Regions from separate parts of the Mus musculus genome. Here all the other regions are linked to region 2. The links are chromatin contacts, called in public HiCAR-type and promoter capture Hi-C maps. All regions are on one chromosome and are shown on one strand. The core of a region is the stretch at or near the end of the contact, and the rest is flanking DNA. Distances in the headings are between cores, read along the strand shown. Region 1 holds the start of Smyd3 (SET and MYND domain containing 3). Region 2 holds the start of Sdccag8 (serologically defined colon cancer antigen 8). Region 3 holds the start of Cnst (consortin, connexin sorting protein).

The links. Promoter capture Hi-C pulls out the DNA fragments that hold promoters and counts their contacts. HiCAR-type assays count read pairs that join an accessible place to other places.
Region 1: a contact with region 2 is called in a HiCAR-type map of astrocytes, with 4 times the contacts expected there. The contact joins the promoter of Smyd3 here to the promoter of Sdccag8 in region 2.
Region 3: a contact with region 2 is called in a promoter capture Hi-C map of pre-B cells, with 2.7 times the contacts expected there. The contact joins the promoter of Cnst here to the promoter of Sdccag8 in region 2. A contact is called at or near these places in 7 of 39 promoter capture datasets (3T3-L1-derived adipocytes, the C10 cell line, hippocampal neurons and 3 more).

What each region holds. Positions count from the first base shown.
Region 1 is chr1:179,515,596-179,519,400 of GRCm38.p6, reverse strand. It overlaps Smyd3 (SET and MYND domain containing 3), which reads left to right and starts at 1,360. Exons shown (of 12, transcript NM_027188.4): 1 at 1,360-1,613. The coding sequence starts at 1,450.
Region 2 is chr1:176,812,701-176,816,714 of GRCm38.p6, reverse strand. It overlaps Sdccag8 (serologically defined colon cancer antigen 8), which reads right to left and starts at 2,055. Exons shown (of 18, transcript NM_029756.3): 1 at 1,660-2,055. The coding sequence starts at 1,726. It also overlaps a transcript of Cep170 not described here.
Region 3 is chr1:179,545,103-179,549,058 of GRCm38.p6, reverse strand. It overlaps Cnst (consortin, connexin sorting protein), which reads right to left and starts at 2,530. Exons shown (of 11, transcript NM_146105.3): 1 at 2,443-2,530. It overlaps Tfb2m (transcription factor B2, mitochondrial), which reads left to right and starts at 2,783. Exons shown (of 8, transcript NM_008249.5): 1 at 2,783-3,237. The coding sequence starts at 2,928.

The sequences.
Region 1 (3,805 bases), core at 111-2,610, 2.7 Mb before region 2:
AATTCCAAGCCAGCCTGCTTTACACAGAGATTTTTCAGGTCAGCCAGGGCGAAATTGTGAGGCATGGTCACAAACCAACAAAATATTTGGATTGAAGTAAGAAATCACTCATAGAAAAAGATGTTTTAAGCAGGATTTCTCTGTTACTGAGGCTAGTCTTCCACTTGTGTGTTTGCTGGGGTTCCCAGAAGGCACACAGACGTGTATACAGGAAAGGCAGAGGCAGGATGTCTATGAGTTCAAGGCCAGCCTGATCTACACAGAGAGTTCCAGGACAGCCAGAGATACACAATAGACGCTGTCTTTAAAAAGCTTTGTGTGGTCTGATATAGGTCTCATATAGCTGAGTCTGAGCATCAGAACTGGTTGATCATGCTGACCCTCCTAGGCAGTCTTGTGCCTACTCCTTTGCTTGTTCATTGTATACCCATAATCCTTTGCTTGTATATCCATAATCCAAGAACTCAGGAGGAAGAGAATAAAGGGTTTCTGAGTTCAAGACCTGACTGCAACATTATTTCAAAGGGTTCAACAAACATAACTCTAAAACGGTTTATAAAAAAATATAGGCATATAGATAGATATACAGAAGGTGTGATCCAAAACTGCAGATGCTGGGCTGGAGAGATGGCTCAGTGGTTAAGAGCACTGACTGCTCTTCTGAAGGTCCTGAGTTCAAATCCCAGAAACCACATGATTGCTCACCACAGATCTGTAATGAGATCTGATGCCCTTTCTGGTGAGTCTGAAGACAGCTATAGTGCACTTACATATAACAGTAAATAAATCTTAAAAAAAAACCCTGCAGATGTTAAGAATTTTTCGATCTAGATGCTGAATATACAGATAACCACTGCCCTTTTTTTTTTTTTTTTTTTTTTTTTGATACAGGGCTTCTCTGTTGTATAGCCTTGGCTGTCCTGAAACTCACTCTATAAACCACGCTGGCTTTAAACTCAGAGGTCTTCCTGCCTCTGCCTCCCCAGTGCAGAGGTTAAAGGTGTGTGCCACCACTCATGGGCTCTTACCATTTTTTTTTTCACTATGCATTAAAATTTGCATAATAAGCTGGGCGTGGTGGAGCACACCTTGAATTCCAGAACTGAGGAGGCTGAGGCGGGCAGAATCCTGTGAGTTCGAGGTCTAAATAGAGAGGTTCCTTGGTCTATCAAGAGAGCTCCAGATCAGTCTTTGCTACACATAGTGAGACTCCGTCTCAAAAAGAAAAAGAAAAAGAAAAAGAAAAAAAAAAGCGCGGAATAAAATACAGGAGGAAATACACCACCCCATCCCGAGCTGTAGTAGGTCCTCCTGCGCATGCTCACAGGACCTGCGCGCTCGTCTCCGCCCCCTGGTGTACGCAAGCGCAGGACGCAGGCGCGCAGTCAGAAAACACGAGACTCAAGCTGAGGGACGCAGTTCGGATCTGAGGTGTGGATCTGAGGAAGGATGGAGGCACTGAAGGTGGAAAAGTTCACGACTGCCAACCGGGGAAACGGGCTGCGTGCTGTGGCTCCACTGCGCCCCGGGGAGCTGCTCTTCCGCTCCGACCCCTTGGCTTACACTGTGTGCAAGGGGAGTCGTGGCGTAGTCTGTGATCGCTGCCTACTGGGGTACGTACGGAACCTGAGCCCGGGGCGCGTGGCTCTGCGGGTGGGGGTGGGCCTCGAGGGCACAGCTCTGTGGGGTGTCTGCAGCACCCTAGGCTGCGGTGGGAATTGGGGGAGGCAGTGGTGCAGATGAAGGGGAAGCGTCGGGCAGATAATTTTGCTGGGGAACAAAAATATTCAAAGCCTGTGCAACGAGCTTCATTGGTTGTGGAAATCAGAAGTGGCAGGGGGGTGTGAGTCTGGGAAGGAGTAGGGGTGTGTACGTCAGGATCAGAACTGAGGCCCCACCTGACCTGTCTTGCGGGAGGAGCGAGAAGCCTGGTGTTTATGTTGTACTTTGCTGGTCTGGATTTTACGTGGCTTGGGTTTAGGAAGATGAATGAGACATCCCTAAGGACTGGAGCAAATGAGAATTAACCGTGTAACAAAAGAGCAAAATAAGAGATGCAAACAGTCTACTCTAGGAGCGTAGGACTCGCGGTGTGCTTTGCCCTCTAGAGATTGTGCGGACAAATGTAACTCACCACCTCTGTGTAGATGCAACAGTTTATGTGACAGTGTTTCGAAGTCTGGAAGCACGGTGTCAGCGGAGGGTGCTTTACTGTTTATAGAGTTGTGTAACATATACACTTCCGTCCGCACACATCGGGTTCCCACCATGCACTGGGATAAGGACTCTGAGGTAGGTAGGTTCCAGACCCATCCCTCTGTGTTTGGGGTGGGTAGAGGTGGGGAGTCTAGCTTTACTATACATTCCAGGATACTCCCCTCGCTCCCCTCTCCTCCCTCCTCAGTCCCCGCCCCCTCAGACAGGGTTTCTCTGTAGCTGCTCTGTAGACTAGGCTGGCCTTCTCTGCGTCCCAAAGTCTTGCTGTTACCAACGCCCGGCTTCCACAATATTCTTGTTTAGTTTATAACTGAAGACTTCGCTTTGCATTTTAAAGTTAGCAAATAATAATGTTATCTGTTATCTTCTCAAGTGGTGATCGAAATGACATGCACACACCTGCACGCGATTTGTTGCTGAAAGAGCAGCGGGAAGTTTGTGGGGTTAAAGCAATTCACTCCCTTCACAACTCGGCCTCGAATGCCACGAACCCCCTTCTCACAGACTAATTGGAGAAAGCAGGACTCTTCCTTCATTGTGTTACATACTTTGTAGGCTATTTAGAGTGTAGATGTACCTCACCCCATGGCAGAGAGCTTACTGCTTAAGTCCTAAAGCATTAAGTGGTAAAGATGATGTAAGCCTCCTTGCAGACATAGTTTGAAGGCTGTGTTGCTCAGTGGGTAGAGCAGGTGCATTTAATCATAAACAATGACAAATTAGTAATGGAATGATCAGAGATTGTCTTTTGAACCCAGGTGCTCTGGAAGGGCAGCCAGTGCTCTTAACCACTGAACCATCTCTTCAACCTGAGATGTTCTTTTTTGTTTGTTTGTTTTTGTTTTTCGAGACAGAAATCTGCCTGCCTCTGCCTCCTGAGTGCTGGGATTAAAGGCATGCACCACCACACCTGGCTGAGATGTTCTTTTTAAAAATTTTGCTATATATATATATATATATATATATATATATATATATATATTTTATGAAGTACTGGAGTTCTGTACAAATATTGTCTTGGAGCTGATTTTGAGTCATACGTTAGAAAGAATCTCCCATTTTCCAGAATAAAGTACACAATGAGCCTGACTTTTATCATTTTTCTTTCGAGAACCATGGTGATTCAAGAACCAAAAAAAAAAAAAAAAAAAAAATTCTTGAAAGGTTGTTGGGGAACTCTCAGCTTTGCTTTAAGGGTGGGAGAAACCTGGATGTGAAGATGAACAGGAACCAAATCAGAACTGCCCTGTAGTGGTCGGGCTGTAGTCTGGGCCGCATCCTGTTGGTAGCACCCTGGACGAGGGACTCTGCTGTGCTCTTTGGGAAGCTAATTGCTCTCTTTCTTGGATTAGCCGAGCACAGGCCACTGCTTACCTTAACTGACAGGTGAGAAAGGATTGTTCTTTTTGGCTAAAAGGTAGGAGGCAGCCCTCACCTCTCAGGGTTATAAACAAATGCCAGGAATCCAAACAAGTGCATCCTTCAGGCTGGCTAACAGATACTTGCTTATTCGTTCTTTACACAAAACAGTTGATTTGTGTTTGCTTTGGGTTGTCACGCTGTATGTATGCTGGAATTCACTTGCGTT
Region 2 (4,014 bases), core at 806-3,305:
CCAACTAACCAACCAACCACCACCACCACAACAAACAGAAAAACTTAGCCAATCTAAAAAAATTGTAACCATGTATATCATTGAGCACAAGAGTTTTTCTTGATTCCACAAAAAAGTTAGGAGCAGTTACTTTAGAATCCACCAACTCTTAAAATATCAGTAGGAGGAAGAATGCATTTAATTACACCATCCTAGAGTTTGAACACTGAGGATGCTAACAATCTGTACCACCACCAATGGATACAGATGACAAACAATAGCCTACAAAGTCCTACGGAGATAAACTTTCTAGTCTTCTCAGAAAAGGATTTAAATTTTAAAGGAAGCAAATGCTAGCAGCTAACGTTCAATAAGCATTTGTGTGCCAAACATTGGTTACACCCTTATTTTGAACTATAGCAATCTGCGATTGCTTTGCTTATTGTCTCCCTCATTAATCCAAAGACTCCACACCATAGAGACTTGTGGCCGATTCATCACCTAATATGGCTAATCCAAATCAGGCATTGAGTTATCATTTGCTGAATAATTCAGGTTATAAATGATTCAAATATTTTATCTGTTGGCCATAGCATATGGGGTTATGAAAATGCAGAATAGGAAAAAGTACATCATAACCCGTGGAATAAAGTCTTTAGTGAAATCTTTCTAAGTCCCACATTAACTTGCCCATCTCTCCTTCCTTCTTTTCCACACACCAGACAAGCATTCTAATACTAAGCCACATTCCCAGCCCCTAGCACACATTTCTTGCTACAGATTTCTTAACTTCTGAAAATAAATCAGTCTTATGTTCATTATTCTTTTGGTTAACTTGTTCTCCATAATAATCATGTTGTAGTTGACACCACGAATTCACTATAACAAAGTCTCAAGTTTCCGGAGATTTCACATGTGGTCAAAAGAACAGAGCTAGCTAGCTATGAGTATGGAGAGCACTTTGCCAGATAATTATTCTTCTGGTTCTTTGCTCAGAAAACTTGAATTAACTAAGCTAGGCTTCGATTATAGTAATTATTACTTGATTAATAAGAAAGGCATAGGCTTTGAAGGTGGATAGGCCTGAATTCTGTACATGCCTTTGCCGCTACCAACCAGCTGTGTGAGTTTTGGCTTTGGTTTCCTGACCAGTAAAATGGAGTCATTAGTGAGATAAAGTTTTAAATACTTTGCTATATGAAAATAATGTAGATCAGTAGATATTGTATTATTTCAAATAACTATTAGTGTTTTCTTTCTGGACTTATACGTCAGATTTGCTATACTACACCAGAATTTGCATGTGTAAGAAATATAAATAAGGAATTTATTGAATTAAACAGCAACAGTATGGCAACAGGGTAAAAGTGGCATGGAGCTGCCCATGAGTTTGTGCTGGCACTGGTTGATAAGACACTTAAATCAAGATGTAGGTTCCTTGTTGGGTCAGGTAACCAACCACAAGGATAAGGATAATGCTGCTTAATCCTAAAAACAAAACTAAAAGATTTCATCCATAAGGTCAGAGCAACATCGGTCGTCTTCCTCCACAGCCTGGCTAGTGCTCAAGGAAAGTCTCTGGAAAAAACAAAACAAAACAAAAACAAAAAAACAAAAAACAACCCACTATTGCCCGTGGTACCTAAGAGCTACTAGGCACTGAGATTCGGAGCAACTCACCCCGGAGACTCCGTTGGTATTGCCCCAGACTGTCCTCCAGGGTAGAGTTCCCTGGGGACTTCGCCATGGGGTCAGAGATGGGAGTTATGCGGGAAAGTATCCAGTGCACCCCTCCGAGGACAGGCCTAGCGCTGGGGATGAGGGGATGCCTGCCTGCTTCCTGTCGCTGCTGTCACTAGGGAACCAGGAACCCCGGACCGAGCTCCTAGGGGCTCTTCCTACCCCCTGGCCCTCATGGTGAACGTCGGGAATTGTAGTTCTCAGGCTTAAAGCCTGCAGCCTCGAGAGTCCTATGAGCCTTCCAGCTATACTACGCTTCCCAGAGGGCTATGCGCTCGGAGCGCCACTCCGACAGTTTAGCGGCCTGAGGCTGTTGCCAAGAGACGGGTTGGCGCGCCGCGCCCTTTCCCTTTTGCATCGCTTGGATTAGTCCCGCTGTCCTGCCATCCTCAGCCAGCTGGATAGACTCGCTGACAGAACCGGCCCGGTGAAGGACTTAAGACTCTTCAAAACGGGCCGGTGTGGAGTTGATCCCTGAGCCCTCGCAAGCATTCACTGCAAACTCGGTTTTAGTTAGGAGTTCTGTCAAAACTGTTTTTCTCTAGAAAATGAAGTGTAAATCTTCCAAACAGCCAAACTGTGAAAGTGACGGACACTGCAACTCCTAGCCTGCTCAGAGCCCCGCCCTCCGCGTGGAGTTGGCGCGCTGCCCGCTGGGAATCGTAGTCCTGGTTGGTTGCGGTCCCACTCCAGCCAAGCGGCTCTTTATTGTTCAAGACTGTCTTGAGGGCACGCCTGCGCAGTGGGCAGCTGCGAGAGCGTGTGGGTGAGACCCTCTGCAAAGCCCCCTTTCATTGTCTGGGTCTGGCGCCTGCGCAGTGAGGCATCGCTGGGCCCTGGCTGGAGGAGGGAGAGGACCTGGCTCGCTGCCCTTTGCGAGGCGCCTGCGCACTGAGCTGCCGTTCGCTGCCGTTCCCGCTATGTGTGGGGCGTGTGTGGAATAACGTTATTGCCCAGCGGAACCGAGGGGCCCCCAGCTCCACGGCGGCGGCGACGACGACGACGACAACGGCGAGGGGGTGGGGGGAGGACAGCGTGGCAGAGACAGACGGGACGCGCCGCGCCCCGCCTCCCGGTCCGGTCCCTCTCTGCGGTGAGGGGTAAGTGATGCGCTCGGGGTCGGCATGGCCCGGGATTCTGCACATCCATAGCTCCGGCGGCCGGGGCCGGGGCCTGGGCGCGGCCCGCGGCGGGATGGAGTGCGGGCCTGGAGGGCGAGGGGCGCCACCGGGACGCCCCGCGCGGCCGCCGCCCTCCCGTCCCCTCCCTCCCCTCCCCCATGGGCTGCGGCCGGCTGCACAGGGCCGGCTTCCCTTCAGTGCGCCCGGTCCTCTTCTGTTCACTCCCGCTTTGTGTAGCCGCCGCCTGAGCTGCCTGGGAACGCTGCGGGCGGAGCGTCTAAGGAATGGCTGCGCTGCCGCTGGGCAAGGGAGTTTTCCAGGGCGCCCATCCCTTTTGTAGGGTTGGTTTCGGGGTGTGAGGAGGGTGGCGGCGGTGAGGAGGGGGTGACGGACGACTAGCCTTCAGATGGCGTTGGGAGGGCGTGGAAGACGTGCTGTCACGCAGGCTGCCGGGCGACAGCACACCACGTAGCCTCCAGCTCGGTAGTAAACCCACGGGAGGAGCGAGTGGCTTCCTGTGGGCTTCATTGTCCCAAGATTCAGTTGTTGGGTTTGGGTCTAGTTCACTTCCATTTTTATTCAAGGGAGAGAGAGAGAGAGAGCAGCTGCGTGACATGTACGGGAAGACAAGGAATTGTGTCCTAAGTCATATGATCTCTGTTTTCTGATTTTGAGTATAAACTGTCGTCCTGACCCCCATCCCCAAAGAGTATAAAGACAGGCTGTACAGGCTAGAGTCCCAAGTCTGCCAAGCTGATCAATTTAAAATTACTAGGTGACAATGAGGGCTGGGTTTAGGTAGGGCCTGACAGCGAAGCTGTTGTTTAGCAGGGAAATGAACCAGCAGAATTATTTTTTCCACTGGGTGGGTAATGCGTTCATGTTCCTAAGGGAATACATTAGGATCTGCTTAAAGCAAACAACAACAACAAAAACATAGGCCACCTATGTTTTAGTTTATGAAATTGATTGGTTTTTATTCTGTTAATGAGAATTCAACCACTTGGAGAGGAAGGAATTTATTGAAGCAGACAATACATTTACTTGAAAATGCATCCTTTAAAATCGTTTGAAATCTTAAGCTTATGGTATTTGCAGTGCTTTGCCAACCTTTTTGCTTAAAACAAGCCGACGATAGGATGAAGCAGGATGAGGAGGAGCAAGTGGAAGGATA
Region 3 (3,956 bases), core at 1,281-3,780, 2.7 Mb before region 2:
TTGAGTCTGATGCAAGCCAGAACTGTCATTTAGTATTTCCCAATTTCAATTCTCATTTAAAAGCTACAAGAAAAAAAAAGAGAGAAACCAGTAGTTTCCGTTCTCAAGCAATCTGATTATGATAACTTAATAAGAAAAATAATTTAAAACCAGCCATAAAGAAACCAGCAGGCACTATTAGAAAGAAAAATTACTTCAAAGGCACAAAAATTGCACAAGATACAAAAGCCCCAACTGCTAAGCAATTTGTGAAAAAAAAAAAACTTTAATTAAGCTTTTCTAAAAATGTAGGTCTAAATGCTGACTCTAAGATTCATTTTAAAAGTGAAATGGACATGGGGTGGGTGCTTTCTGTATTGCTCGAGTACCTGCAAATGCAGACAAGTATACCATTAACTCTATGCAGAGGGAAACAACTAGGCACATGGCAAAGGCCTGCAGTGCCAGGGATGCTGAGTTAACCAAGGGTGGGGGCTCAGGCGGGAAGGCGTTTGCAGAGAAAACATGGAAACCTGAGTCCTGATCCCCAAAGACCCACACCCATAACCTGAGTGCGTGGAGGATGGAGGCAGACGGAGCCGTGGACACTGACGGACAGCCAGCCCAGCAGGATCTGAGCTCCAGGGTCAGGAACAGAACATGTCTCAACAAAACAGTGGACAGTGACAGTCACGTGACATCACACTACACAGGCACACACATGCATACCACATACACAAACAGAAACAGGGAGCTGGGGAGGTAGCTCCAGGGCAGAGCACTCGCCCAGCGCGTGTGCAAAGCCCAGGCTTTGACCCCTAACAAAGAAGGACAATGATAAATATAACTTTCCTAACGCCAACCACTCAAAAGGAAAATAAACCCTGCCCCAAGTTTCCTTGGACTGAGTAGGCTGTGGTCCACAGGCATTGTGAAATTTTTAAAAATGGTGCTAGGTCTGGAATTCAGGGCCTTATACGTGCGAAGTGGTCTACCACTGAGCTACAATCCCCTTGCCTTAAGAGGCTTATTTTAAAAATGAAAAACTCAAGAATATACTGGGTAAGTAAATTTTGTTATTGCTCTGATATTTTTTAAAAATCATTCTGAGGGAGGGACTGGGAGGAGAGGAGGCAGGGGAGGCAAGGATCGTGAGGTAAAGTTAATTAATTATTTAATTAATAAAAATTATAAAAATCATTCTGCCATATTCAATTGTTAAAATATAGCTCTGGGGAGGGGTGCAAGTCTAGAATCCTTCTGAGTTTATCAAAATGCCAATGGGGGGGGGTCACCTTTGCTTTTTTTCTTTTCCTGAGACATGGTTTCACTATATCCTAAACTAGCCCTGAACTCTATGCATCCCAGGCTGGCCTCCAACTGGTGGGTAATCAGCCTCCTGAATGCCAGGAGCACAGACTTTTACCACCATGCCTGGGAAGAATAATTTCAATAAAGAAAGGATGTTAAAAAACAAAACAAAAACTTAACAAAATCAAGATCAGTGAACAACAGTTAATAGCTTCTGCAGTGTACTAACTTACCATGCAAAAAAGGCCATCTTCAGGTGTCAATTCTTTCCGCCCTAGAGTTTCATTAGCTAAGGGCAATCTTGAGGCTACTTGGCAGGTGACACATTCCTGAGAAACTCTTTCCTTGTGCATTTATATGCCAAGCTCAATTATGCTGCCAGCAGAGTAAGCAGAAAGGATTGTACATATTTTAAACTAAGAAGTTGATTGGCCGCAGCTTCCAGCCTTGATGGAAGGGATAATGGGCAAAGCTTTGAGTACGATCCCCAAACACCGAAATCACTCTCAAAGAAAAGGATCTTCTAACACTGCCAAAATTCCCATTAGAGTATCCTATTTTTAGTCTTTGCAATCGGCCTTTTAAATTGCATTCTACGGTACAATGTGCTTAACTAAGTTTACACAGAGAATAAGGAAGCTTCCTAAGGCTTTAATCCTTTTAAACATGGGAAGGAATTTTAAGCTTTCAAATATTAAAATTTTTCAGCCTGAAATTTCAGTCTTGCAAACATGCATATTAAAAAGAAAAGGTAAATCTTGGCCCACAGGGAGGGAAAGAAGGGAGGCACTCGGCGGTTCCTGACAACCAAAGAGGTAGCTGTGGAGGGGAAAGAAGGTATATGGGGGCAAATAAAAGCTACCCGCAGGGAAGCTGGCACAGGCGACGGGCCACCGAACAGAGACACCGACGCGGAGTAGAAGCTGCCGGGTCCCCGGGGAGGGGAGCGCGCGCGGAGAAATTGGCGCGACGCGCGACAACCGCGTACCCGCAGAAAAGCGGGGAAAACAGGAGATCCGAGAGGGGGCGGATGCGAGAGGGACCCGCTGCAACTCCGGGGAGGACAGCGCCCGGGGAGGAGCCAGCGACTCCCCACAGCTCGGCGGTCGCCGCCAGCCGGCTGATCCCCTGCAGCCGGGCTGCTGGTCTTACCTGGGCATCCGAGGCAATGCAAGGGCTACCGCCGGGCGCCGGGTCTGTTTCCAGCCCCGCGCGCTGACATGGCGGCCGACGAGCTGTCACACCGCCGGCTCGGGTCTCCCGCGGCACTGGAGGATCGGACACCTCTAGCCTTCCCGCCCCGCCTCCCTCTGCGCAACCCTCCCGGCTGGCGGCCGGACCGAGGAGCATAGAGTGCGAGACCGCGGCTAGAGAGGAAGTGCGGAGGGCGGGCGACCATAGAGTTCCAGCACGGACACACCCGGAGAGTCCACGCACAGGAGCCTGGGGGCGGAGCCTAGGCGGAAGCGGAAGCGAGTGAGCAAAGGACTGAGGCTAGGTCGTTCGCATGCGCCATTCGTAATGTTTACTTCCGCCCGGCCTAGTGTGGTGGTGAAATGTGTGCACGTGTGATGGGGTGCTCTGCGTTCTTCGCAGAGGCTACCTTAACTGGTGTTTGAGGTGGACTTTAGAGGAGGATGAGGGGACCGGCGATGCGGCTTCCCCCGCGGATCGCGCTGTCAGCGTTGGCCCGCGGCCCATCTTGCATTCTAGGGTCCGGAGCGGCGACGCGGAAGGACTGGCAAACGAGGAACCGCCGCGGCTTCTCTGACTTCAATATAGAGCCGTTGCCTGATTCTGATTTGGAGGAGTCGTCCCCGTGGACATCCAGGAATCGATCGGAGCCTACGCGTCACATAGCATGTAAGAAAGCGGCCAGGAACCTGGTACGGGACCTGCTGGAGCACCAAAACCCATCCCGTCAAATTATACTAGAGTGCAATCCAGGTGAGTTGAACAGAAGCTTTGCCCTTAGCGTTTACGTGCCCAATATCCTAAATTAGTGTTTGTTTATTGTGTATGCGCGCGTGTTTAGGTCAGAAGACGACTTAGCGAGAGTCAGTTCTCGCCCTACACTTGTGATCTCAATGATTGAAACGAAGTGTTCAGGCTTTACGCCAACCGCCATTGCCCTCTGAGCGTTCTCATTGACCCTGAATTGTATTTTTTTCTTTCTTAAGCATCACTTCTTACTGACAGTCATTTCGTTTAGACTTGACAGTAATTTTTATGGCTAAACATTCAAATAGTCCGTGAGTAAGAGGTAGTCGCAATCTTACATACTATCTTATATACTTGTTTTTCTTCTAGGAAATAGTGACATTTGTTAGGACAGTAAGTGTTGCTGTCACTGACAGACAGAAGGCTGTACAGCTTACCTGTTGAGATGTTGTGGGTTCAAGGTAACTGCCTAATCATAGTTTTCTATATGCAAAAAGAATGTTATCTGGAAACATTGTGTCGTTGAAGCTTGTGTAAAGTCGACTTTGAAAGTGACTGTGGCCGGATGCAATGGCACACACCTTTAATCCCAGCAAGAGGCAGACTGATCTGTGAGTTGGAGGCCATCGAGGTCTACAGAGTGAATTCCAGGACAGCCAGAGCTACACAGTGAGATCCTGTCTTAAAAATAGAGGAAGAGAAAGACACACACACACACACACAGA